Linked DNA regions of Danio rerio: region 2 is linked to region 1. The links are chromatin contacts, called in public Micro-C maps. All regions are on one chromosome and are shown on one strand. The core of a region is the stretch at or near the end of the contact, and the rest is flanking DNA. Distances in the headings are between cores, read along the strand shown.

Region 1 (6,271 bases), core at 3,567-6,066:
TCTGCCTTGCGCGTAGTCGTGTATTTATACTTCTGTGTGCTGTTTGTGTTGCTCTGCAATAACACTTCTGAAACGCTAGCTGGCTGTGGGTTTTATGTTGCTTTGTGTTGAGTTTCTTCGCAGGCGTTTTTTATTTTTCTGAATGCTACCTTAGTGTACCCATAGCTAAAACTCCCTCATTCAGAAGCTGGAGACGGCGGACGTGCATCAACATTAATCATAAGATAAACACATAACAACAATTTCCATATAGAGCTACTTTACAAACTCAACACTTGTAAACACTTGATCCAATGGATTGGCACTGCTCTCGGTCCATCCACACTGGTCACAGCTATCAAGCCGACCAATCACAGAGCTTGTGCTATGCGTTGTTGCGACGAGTAGTTGGTTTTTTTGAGAGGTGCACGTCAGCGTCAGCGTCAGCCACAGCAAGGACTATGCGACCACGAGAAGGCTGCACCGGAGCATACGCATGCGCTTGACACAGAAGTAGCCTTTAGTCACAAGCACCACTGAAAGTCTCAATCATCCAGGTAGAGTTTCTGGAGGAGTTGATGAACTCGCAGAGCTGGGTGCACCTCTAAATGGATCTAGTAGACTCAGACATGGCGCCGAACATGTATGTGCTGTTTTTCAGCCTTCCTTAAGCACATAAACACAACTAATCTCACAATAAAAATCTATGTTGGCCATTTAGCAAGGAAGCTAGAGTCACCAGGCAGACCACTTCCACAAAAAAAATATAAAATGCATTTGATCAGATTGACTTTCGGCCTACTGACTTAGTATGTGCTAAACAAGGTATTCAATCAAGGTATTCAAATTTCAATGCATTATACACATAGTTTACGATCAAAGTTGCCTTCTAAATCCTTTTCATTGACTTGCTTTCCAGCTCACTTTGGCCCTGTACATACCTTAATTGTGTTTTTGTTGATCTGATCAAAAGGAGACAACACTAAATACAGGACGGGGTGTAAAACGTTTTGAGCACGTCCACTTTCTACCAAATTTGAAGGTAGTTGAAAACACATTCAAACAGACTCCTTTTACAATATTTAATGAACAAGTAGTGGAATGTGTTCGAAGAGCCACTAAACACCACATTCTCTCAACCTACTGAGCGAACATGTTATTATTGGTGACGTGTTGCTGGAAAGCAAAACTGGGAGCACACTTTTTAAATGGGATTTAAACTTTGTCGAGTTAAACCACATTTATTTAGATATTTTAAAATCACTACATAAATAATGGATCCTCGTAGTTGGATCTCAAGTGAGACCAGGTGAATTTTTTTTTTTCATTTAATTGTACGAGTTCATTGCTCTGATCACTTCTGCAAAAGTGAGAAAATAATCCAGCTTGAGTGGTCCCAAGAGATGTATTTGAAAGCAAGTTAATACCAGGTGGAAACAGTTATGCATTTCAGCTGACCACTAAAAAAAGAAAATAAAAATAACTGAAAACACATTAATTATGGTAAAAAAAAAAGTCTGGGATAAACTGCTAAACTGATATGGATTTCTGGAACCCAGAAATCTTAAACATATTGGTAAATCTTTACAATACAATATGGGATATGTATTTACTAACATATTATAACATATGGTGGAATAAGTTGGCGGTTCATTCTGCTGTGGCAACCCCTGATTAATGAAGGGACTAAGACGAAATGAAAATGAATGAATGAATGAATGAATGTATTGTTCATTGTTTGTTCATGTTAGTAATAAACAAATTATCTAACATTAATTACATTAAATTAATTCATTACTAAAAATATTTTCAATCGTATTCTTGAAAATTAACGAAAGACTTTTAGATTGACATGAGGGCGAGTAAATAATGACAACATCTATCTGCGTGTCACTACATGAGACATGTTGCTGAAGCAAGTCCATCTGGACAGCATCCCATCTCCAAGTGTTTCTGACAGGGGCGGAGCACAGCGGGCCCTCCAGGCTGTCCTAAAAACACACACAGCCAATCCAGACGCAGATAACACCTGGAGTGGCAGGTGAGCATGTCATCAGACTGACAAATGACACCAATTAAACCATTAGAGAGTAAGACAGGGGACAGATCTGTGGCACTACAGGAAGAGAGCCGATGTACACACATCATTAACATCGATTTATTTAATTAGTGCTACATTCAGCACTAATTGATCAAACCTAGAGAAATTGTTCACCAGACTGTAAGGAGCTGGAGGGCATTGGATTTTACAGCATATAGTAGATTCTCCCTTTCAACAGATACAAAAGCTCTGACCCTTGATCCCAATTAATGAAATTGGAACACAGATACACACGATAATTACTAACTGCTGCCGCTTCACACGGAAACTGTTTTTGTTTTGATCCTCTTTGTTTGTTTTCCTCAGTCCCATTCCGTAAACACCCATTTAATGGATATTCTCAGATTTGATCTAATTTGCATAGTCTGAAATAGCCATTGTTGATGTTATTGATATACTTTTATACCAGTTTAATAATATTTTGATTTTACTTGTGCTAAACCAGTTTCAGTTTCTTCTGTTGTACACAAAAGAAGACCAAATGTTTCCAACAGCCATTAACTTCAATTGTATATTTCAGTATACTTTGGAAATTATCCCTTTAGCAAAACCAGGTTTAGAAAGTGTGCGCTGCAAGTGCACTTGCATTTCATACACTTTCTCCCATTGAAAAAAACAGCATGCATGAAGTAAAAACATACATGTTACTGCATCCACCAATAGATATATAGCATCAGTTGAATTGCTGTTGCTTCGGTTTCCCCCATAGTCCAAATACATGCGGTACAGATGAATTGAATAAACTAAATTGGCCACAGTGTATGTGTGTGGATGAGTGTGTATGGATGTTTCCCAGTGCTGAGTTGCAGCTGGAAAGGTATCCACTTTGTAAAACATATGCTGGATAAGTTGTAGGTTCACTCCGCTGTGGTGACCCCTGATGAATATACGGGACTACGCCGAAGAAAAATTAATGAACAAATTAATGAATTAATCAATGAATTAATGATTATTAATGTTATTCATTCTCACAATTCAGAATCTGTATGACTGTGGTAATTTTTGGCATATACATTTCGATATACCAAGTAATCAAAACTACTAAACATACTGCTTTTTGCTCATTATATTAAAGACAATCTCAGTCCTGGAGGGCCGGTATCCCTGCAGGGTTTAGCTCCAACTTGCCTCAACACACCTGCCTGGATGTTTCAAATATACCTAGAAAGACCTTGATTAGCTTGTTCAGGTGTGTTTGATTAGGGTTGGAGCTAAAATCTGCAGGACACCGGCCCTCCAGGAACAAGTTTGGTGACCACTGACTTAGAGTTACTTTTATGTGTAATGCTGCAGCAATTATTGAGGTGATAGTTCAATAAGAAATTAAATGTACTCTATTTCCTCACCATCAAGTGCTGTCAAACATTTATTAAGTTTCTTTAATCTGTTGAACACAAAATAAGTGTTTGAAAAAGCTTAAAACCTGTAACCATTGACTCCCATAGTAGGAAGAACAGATAGTATAGAAGTCAATGGTTACAGGTTAACAGCTTTATATATATATATTATATATTCTTTTTGGTTCAACAGAAGAAAGTCAAACAGGTTTGGAACAAGTACACAGTGAGAAAAATGATATCCCTTTGACAGACACAATATAAAAGTTTGAAGGCTCACTGAAAGGCTAATTAAAGCCAACTAGCCACACTTGTAATTAGTTATAATTATTCAGATGCATAGTCATGTGATTTAAAAATGGCAGCACCTTGGAAAGGTGCCTACAATGCCTACAATGAAACCCCAGCTAGTTTTGATCACAAATTATTTTGTCTGAACATTATACTTATAAAAAAGGTTATTAATTGATTTCTTTGTGCATAGAACTGTAATCTTGAAAAATGACTGCCTGTGCCTTTAAGGATAAACAGATCAAAGTTTGCCTGGTGGAAACAGTGAGACATGGAAGGACACGTTACCACACTTAAACCCTTTAATAGGCGCAGGTGTGTTTTAGGTTGCAGGCATGAAGCAACACAAATCTGGGAGCGTTTTTGGGCTTAGTCACCTCACATTCACTGGGGCTGAGCTCCTGAAAAGCACCGCGCGCTGCGTTACGCACAGGGACCGCAACCGCAATCCTGCGTAATGAGGTTAATTGGAAACAGTCAACAGGATGAGTGCGAATTAAAATAACTGTGTTCCTACCGTGTATTTGTAGAGTTCCAGTATACAACGTGTCTCTTTGCAGTCGTTGACAAAACGTGTATAAACAGCGCCAGAAGTCTCATCATCGCGCAAACTCCAGAGCACCTTGGCGTGTTCATGACTGAAGTCGACCAAGCCCTTGTGGGCAGATGATGAAACGAGTTTTGAAAACTGTCGGAGACTCAGTTTGGAGTCAAAATCAGCAGCAAAACTTCATTCAGCTAGAGTAGAAACACTGATCCCGAGGCGTTAGGAACTCGGAAGGCGCTTACTAAGAAACAGATGCATTTTCTGCTTACTAAATGCAACTAAAGGATTGCATGTTTAGCAAGTTACAAAACATATATTGACGTGTGAGATAAGTTCATATAGAAACATTCTTGAGATTCTTTGGGACGCTTGGTATTTCCTTTTGAAGAGAAGTATTCCACTTTACGCTGAAATAGGAACTTCTTTATCTTCAAATGTAAATCCAGTGTTTGTCTGTAAGTTCCAAGTTTGACAACAACTCCAAACTTCTTGTGAAGGGATTAGTTGACCATTGTTTGTATCCGCAGGACGCGCTCAATCACGGCCGTTGATAGTTGACAGTGATTAGGAGTGACTGGAGAGCGTTTCTGGGCAGGGCGGAGGACACCAGGGCGTGCCATTCAAACTTTGAGCCAATCGGCGATCGAGGAGGCGGAGCCAACATTCCATAGTTTTTAAAGGTGTGCTGGGCAGTGCTCTGACAGCTCCACTTTCGCTGAATGTGCCTCAAAAGTTTCTTCCTCGTGAACTTTTTGCCACGGGCAGTCCTTTTTGTTTGATTTAATTTACACTGTTGTTGTGATAGAAAAAATATAGTTTTATAAAGGAGAAACATGGTCATAAAAACAACACGGTGAACTATGTTGTAACATGATTATAAATGAACCGTGCAGCATCCAGTTCTCCATTCTTGGCATATGAAGAGTAACATATAATTTTACATTCAATTATAAGAGAATATTTAGTATTATTCATCATGGGCGAATTAAATCATTTTAATTAATAATAATAATAAAGATGTTTATGATTCTACAAAATATTTAGATTTAATATAAATGCTATTTTTATTTTAACTTCCTATTTCTAAAACAAGCACTCTGAAAATGTTGAGTTGTTTCAAACCCAATTTGAATAAAATATGGAAAAACCCAATGGTTTAGATAAAGTTATTGTTCGGATGGTGTTTAATTTGTTAGTTAACTTTATTTGTCCCCGTAGGGAAATTTCATTTGCAGCATACACTCATAGATACATCTGACGATTCACATTTGGCATTTATATAAATAAATCATTTAAAAAAATATGGTACCTCTAAATAAATAATTCAGTCTACTTGCCATCAACTGCAACCGAGAGATGAGAAATTTAAAAGCTTAATTGCTTGAGGTATAAATGATCATTTTATCCTATTGTTTATGCATCTGGGAACTCAATATCCGTGTCCTGATGGTAATAATTAGAAGTTGTATGATAAAGGATGTCTCTCATCATTGACTATGATGATAACCTTATGTAAAACTATCAATGCTCTTTAGTTTTATTCCCAACTTACTGGCTGTTGTCACCACCTTCCCCAGTGATCTGGGTTTATCCATATTTTGCCCAAATAACTGAAATAACTGTATTTTGAAGGAAACACATAAAAAAATAACAACAACAAACTAAATAGTAAACAGGAGAACTTATTTTAACATTCATAATAATAACAGTTTCTTGTGCAGAAAATCAGCATTAAAATTATATCTAAATGGTCTTGTGACACTAAGACTGGATACATGATTAGCTTTCCCATGATAGAAAGTTTTTTAAATAAAATGTTTGACCAATAATAAATGTTTTCAACTTTAAACATTATATAATAACAAATGGTTCCATTTTTTGTGATTGAAAATCAGGGTTATTCCACCACTTTTTGATTTATTAGCTCCTCTGAAGTTAAAACATTGCTATTCTTTCATCTGAATACCACAATATCTGAAAAGATGGCACCTTTATGTTATTATTTTATGCATTTAT
Region 2 (5,609 bases), core at 110-2,609, 270 kb after region 1:
ACTGAATGAAAAAGACTGCCCACGGTAAATTACTCAACGTGCTGTCAAAAGTGATTAATGCAGAACTGGTTTTAAGTCAGTAAGCAGCAGGATACTTATATGTTATATAAAATCTACAGGTTTTATTTGAACCAAATGACAAATATATAAATGTATAAATGAATGAATGAATGAATGAATGAATGAATGAATGAATGAATGAATGAAAGTTCAGGACTGTATTTGGGACAAGCTTTAAAAAAAATCTAAATAATTATTACTAAAATAATTTTTATTATTATTCAAATTAGTTAAATTGTAAAAACTGTTTTACATTTTAATAATACGTTTCAAATAATACAATTTTACATTTATTTTAATGTTTTATAAATGCTTTATGAATCTACTTAATACTTATTAAATGTAAGCTGTTAAATGTTTACTGATAAAAAAAAATGATTCATTGGATTTACTACATTTTTATGGTAAGTGGTTGCAAACGATTTACATGGGCTGAATTTAAACAAACAAATTAAATTTAGTAATGCTTAATTGCCGAACTTTATTTGATTGTTTGATTGTTTGCTACCAATTATATCACAAAAGCATTGTTTACTTGTACTTATAGAAGATCATATCAATCTTAATATAAAAACATAATAAATGACAATTAGAAAATAAGTTGAAGCTGTAAAATGATTACCTCTAAGCACCTAACAGTGATTTAAAATGTTAATAACAGTATAAAACAGATACGACTTTACAATACATACACATTTGTTAAACTTACTAAGAATATTCATGTTAGGTTATGGTGCAGTGATTTTGACAGATACAGTTCATTTGTAATTAAACATTAATAAATTATATAATTAACACAACCTAAGAATAATAAATGCACTCTTTTTTTCTTTTTTTTTTTGCTCGTTCAAACTAATTTAAAATAAGTTTAAACAACATAATTTTTGAGATTTCATTGGGACAACTTAAATTTTTTTAAGTTCAACCCACATGAATTTGTTAAAAGTGTTAGTTTAACTTAATCGATTTGTTTTGGGATAACTTGAAGGAATTGTGTGGAACCCTGCATTTTTTACAGTGTGCTTTAGAAATATGTTTCATTGATAGTTCATTCCGCTGTGGAGGTCCTGATTAATATAGGGACTAAGCTGAAAAAGAATAAATGAATGAATGAATTATTAATAAATATCAATAGAGAAGGTAACAGTATAAAAATAATGGCACTGATTTATTTGTCCTATCTGTTGACTTCAATCACTCCAGCCTGTGCGTGGAGGCGTGTCTTTTTACTGTTGCCGTCTGCTTTAGGGGCGTGGCTTTGTAGCTGATTGATAAAAAGGAATGAGCGCACATTTCTCCAGGCATTTAACCGCGTCTGTTTCTGAGAGACCCAAACAAAACCTGTTACTTGAGCAATTCGATTTAGTGTTTCTGAGATTCGTGCACTACAGTAGTGCATTTGCGTTTTCAACTTGCAAAAGAGTATTTTGCATTCGTGTGTATTCCTGTGAAGAGCTTTATTTCTATCCGGGACTCAATGGATTTTCTGTGGCTGCTGTGCGTCGCGGTGAGCGTCAGCGCCTGGTACGCGTCCGCCGAGCGACACAGTGTTTACTGGAACAGCACCAATGCAAAGTAAGACTTTACCACTATTTCACCTATAAAACATTTATGTTGTATTTAGTTCTTCGTTTTGCCTTTTATGTGATGTAACTGGTTAACGTTTTTATGCGAAATCTCAGCATGAGTAATACACTTAATGCAAGCTGTGTGCGTGTGTAAATCATATACAGTACGTAGTGTAACAGTTTATGAATGAAGTGTGTATGCACTGCAAAAATACTTTCACAGTGCGATATCTGTTGGTGTGTGAAATGTTTGCAGTTTTCCGTTATTTGCGTATAGTATCCTGCAGATAAGAGCATGTTTATATTGAGAATGCGTAATTTCATTAACGCATACATTTTCCAGTCATTAGACCAGGCTTGCAAGTTGTGTAAGTTCAAGTTGTTTACGTTTTTTGTTTAGCTATCACTTACTTCTTCGTTGCTTCACGTATCTCTCTGCCTCTAGTCTAACCTTTAGCATGCTAGTGAATGACATGATAATTACTGTATAGGAGACAGCAGCTGGCCAGAGAAGTACATGGAAAGAAACCAGACAGATGGACAGACAGATCAGCCTAAATATACACACACATGTTGGTTTTACTATATTTGTGAGGGCACTTATTGACATGCTGATATTTCTCATCCTTACTACAACCTGTTGATATAAAGGAAAACAATTAATAAGCCAGTTCTTAATATATTTCTTTATTTTTATCATAATGAATTTTGGTTGATGTTGTTTTATATTTTAAAATAGGAGCCTATTTGTCAATATAAGTGCAGGAATAAATAAACTGTCAGGATGTCAAAATCTTAGGTTAGTATTCACTTTTTTGTTTTCTTTTGGAAGTGTTTTCTTAGTTGTAGTGTGATGTGAAGTTGTGGATGTTACTGTTTACTGATGAGGGGTTGTGTAAACCTTAAAGCATTTGGATGAGTGCTTCATCAAATGATTGCGATTGTTGTCTCACTTTGTAGTGAGGAAGGACAGGTTATCAGGCATATTTGAGATCAATATGAATGGCAGCAATTGGAGCAATGTATTAGGAGAGTGGGATTTAGAAGACATTTACAAGAAATTTGTGGATGTCATTGGACATTCTTAAAAAATAAAAGACCTTTATTGGGAATAATAAACTGTGGTTCCACTAAGAACATTTAACAACAGTAGAAGTTTTAAATTCAACTAAAGTTTATTTAGTTGTTTTTTTATGTTCTTTACGCTAAGATAAAGTGCTTCTTTTAAGAATCTTACATTGAAAAGTTTTTTGGACAACCAAAAGTGATTATTCTTCTATCCCATCATTGACTAAAAGTTTTTTGGAAACTTTATTTTTAAGAACGTACAACAGAATCTTTGATAACATCTTTCCCCTTTTCATTTTCATTGTCTTGTTCCGCACGTACACAATTGTAAACTTGTAGTGATAAAAGTGAACTGGAGATAACCGAACTGAATCCGTGCTAAGAGCCATGACCCGATTGGAAGTTTTTTCGTGATGTCACAGGTGATTCACACCGTCTGTTGTGATTCAGTTGGCTTTCAGTGAGTAATCTATCAGTGTCAATGTTGCGCAACTTGAGAGTACCAGCCTTAACCAGACACGATCTCACAAGGGCCTGGCTTACTATTGGTAAGCAGACAGAAAGAGAAGCAGCAGCTGTGCATGAAGAAAACTGTTTTATAGTTTTAAGAAATCACATAATAGACACCAAACTTTTTTTAGGACCCGATGTAAATGAGTCAGAGGAGAAAGTGATGGAGCTTCATGGATTTGGGTAAAAAAAGATGAAGGATTGGTTATTTAAGTTAGAGATGAGGATTGAGGAAAAAGAGGTGGAGGGGATTATGGGCAGCAGTCTGGTGTTTGGTCCGGCCCCTAATACCGACGTGGTCCACATCCATGGAAAAGGTTGCATAACCACAACAAGGAAATTTGTAATAACAAACACTAAGCCCTCCACATTAAAAAATCTGTGCAAAGCTCTCTTTTAAAGCTCTGATTCTTCCACACACACAAAGACACTCACAGTGTCAAGTCTATTAGCATTGAAAACGCCCACACATCAAAACCAGAATTGTAAAAATAATCTCTTGTTGAGCTGGTCATAATCTGGCAGGTGTGGTGGGATCTATGTTATTGTGGTGTCTTTTTTCCAAGATAAACCTCTGTTATTAATCTTGTGTTTCTAAGAAACAGTTTCCATTAAAGGGATTTATAGGTTTCTTCTTTTGCTATTCTTTCCATCAAAGCCACTGATTGTTCAATCAGCCTGTTAAAACTCATGTTTCACTCTGTGAATCAGTTGGTATGTAACTGGATTAGTCAGGGTCGACTAATCAATGGCAGATAAGTGTTAAATATTAATTGGCGTGATCGTCTGATTCTGCCTGTGGTGAAGAAGCGTTTACATACAAACAAACACAAACACACACTGCTGTGTTTTTGTAAGTGAGTAGGTGTGAGTGAGCGGTAATGATTTAATCTTCCGCGCGTGGCCTTTGGCAAGTCGGCACTCTGGTTTGACGGGTCTGTGCGTGAGTCTGTGCCTGCGGGAGACTGGATTTTCAGGTCCAGATTGACATATGGACGATGTTTTCGAAGGTCTGTTTTTGTGCTCATCACATGCCTACGCTTGCACGCGAAGTGCACTGAAGGGGAAATATACAGTCCCATCATGTTAGCATCATCGAAGGATTCATTTTGCCCCAAATTATGAGTTTATTTTTGCATACATGTTGTCATATGCATTCTCCCAGCAAAAGTTTTGCTGGCTGCCAGTGCGATTGGGGTATATTTAGTAGACTGGGATTCCTTCCAGCAAACATGTTGCTATACTTGACCTTTCAGCTGTCCACTCATTGTCCGCCCAGTTTCCTCTCTGTCCATCCCTTCCTCTCCAGACTCACTTCGTTTGATCTGTTAACATATATCAATGCATTTAGTGCTGAGCTGTTGTCTTGAGAAGGAATAAAGGAGACAGATCAGCATACATATCCAGACAGGGTGTAAATCTATCATCTTTACCCCCTCCTCTCCTTTTTTGTCTCTGGCTCAAAAACGCACGCAAACACAGCAGGCGACACACTCAAGTCTGTAATCTGTGAAACAGAGAGATTAAACGTAGATGTGTGTAATCTGGTCGGATGACCCATTCACACAGAAAAAAAATCTGTGTATATTCATAGACTCCAGTGTAATCCAGTGCTGTATAATCCCGATTTTCACAGAAGTGGATGTGTATGGGAAATGTAATCCATAATTCCACAAAGTACTATAGAATCTTCTATAATCTAGAGGTTTGATTGATTACGAAACCACAGCCTTTTCCGCATCATTTCTGCTGTGGTGTTTTTTTCCCTGCAGATTAGAGTTCCATTTTTAGGGTTTCAGATTGTTAAGTAATGCAGATTAATAATTGAAAGCAAATAATCTAGTCAGTTTAGCCGTTTATTAATGATCTTGTGTCTTCACTCTTAAAAATAAGGAAGACCCAAACAGGGTTTTCACAGCGATGCCATACAAGAACTTTGTTTTTGGTGGCCCTTAGTACATTTCAGTGAAAATAAAATAGTGTTTTTCCACATAGTTTAATAATCTAAAAACCCATTTCCATCACACAAAAAAATCAGGTTTCATGGATTCCTCACAGAACCATCAGTGCTAAAAAACAAAACCTTTTCTGTTTTTAAACTTTTTTCTCAGCTCTTCCTCTCATCTGCTTATCTCTACTCCAGACTTCCTCAATATTTCTCTTTATACGTCCTCAAACCCTCCCTGCTCCTTCTTTCCGTCTACTTTTTTCCCACAGAAGCCGTCTCTTTCAGTCCTTGATTACTGTTTTGATTCCCACTGCCTTGTTGAGTTGGAGCTTTCCTGTTTTTCTGTCTGCAGTGTGCTACATTGTGTAACTCTCGGCGTAGTAAAGTGTGTGACCTGTATGAGCTCACAAATGTAAACAAATGAACAAGAAGCTCATTGCCTTGTGTTGTTTTAT

What was found. A called contact is a pair of places that touch in the nucleus more often than the background predicts.
Region 2: a Micro-C map of caudal fin shows a contact between it and region 1, with 4 times the contacts expected there. The contact joins the promoter of efna1b here to the promoter of efna4 in region 1. A contact is called at or near these places in 1 of 18 Hi-C or Micro-C datasets (caudal fin) and 1 of 4 datasets of contacts at active chromatin or transcription factors (gastrula embryo).

Annotation. Positions count from the first base shown.
Region 1 is chr16:24,296,498-24,302,768 of GRCz12tu, forward strand. It overlaps efna4 (ephrin A4), which reads right to left and starts at 4,817. Exons shown (of 5, transcript XM_001342982.9): 1 at 4,226-4,817. The coding sequence starts at 4,344.
Region 2 is chr16:24,572,139-24,577,747 of GRCz12tu, forward strand. It overlaps efna1b (ephrin-A1b), which reads left to right and starts at 1,360. Exons shown (of 5, transcript NM_200783.3): 1 at 1,360-1,635. The coding sequence starts at 1,538.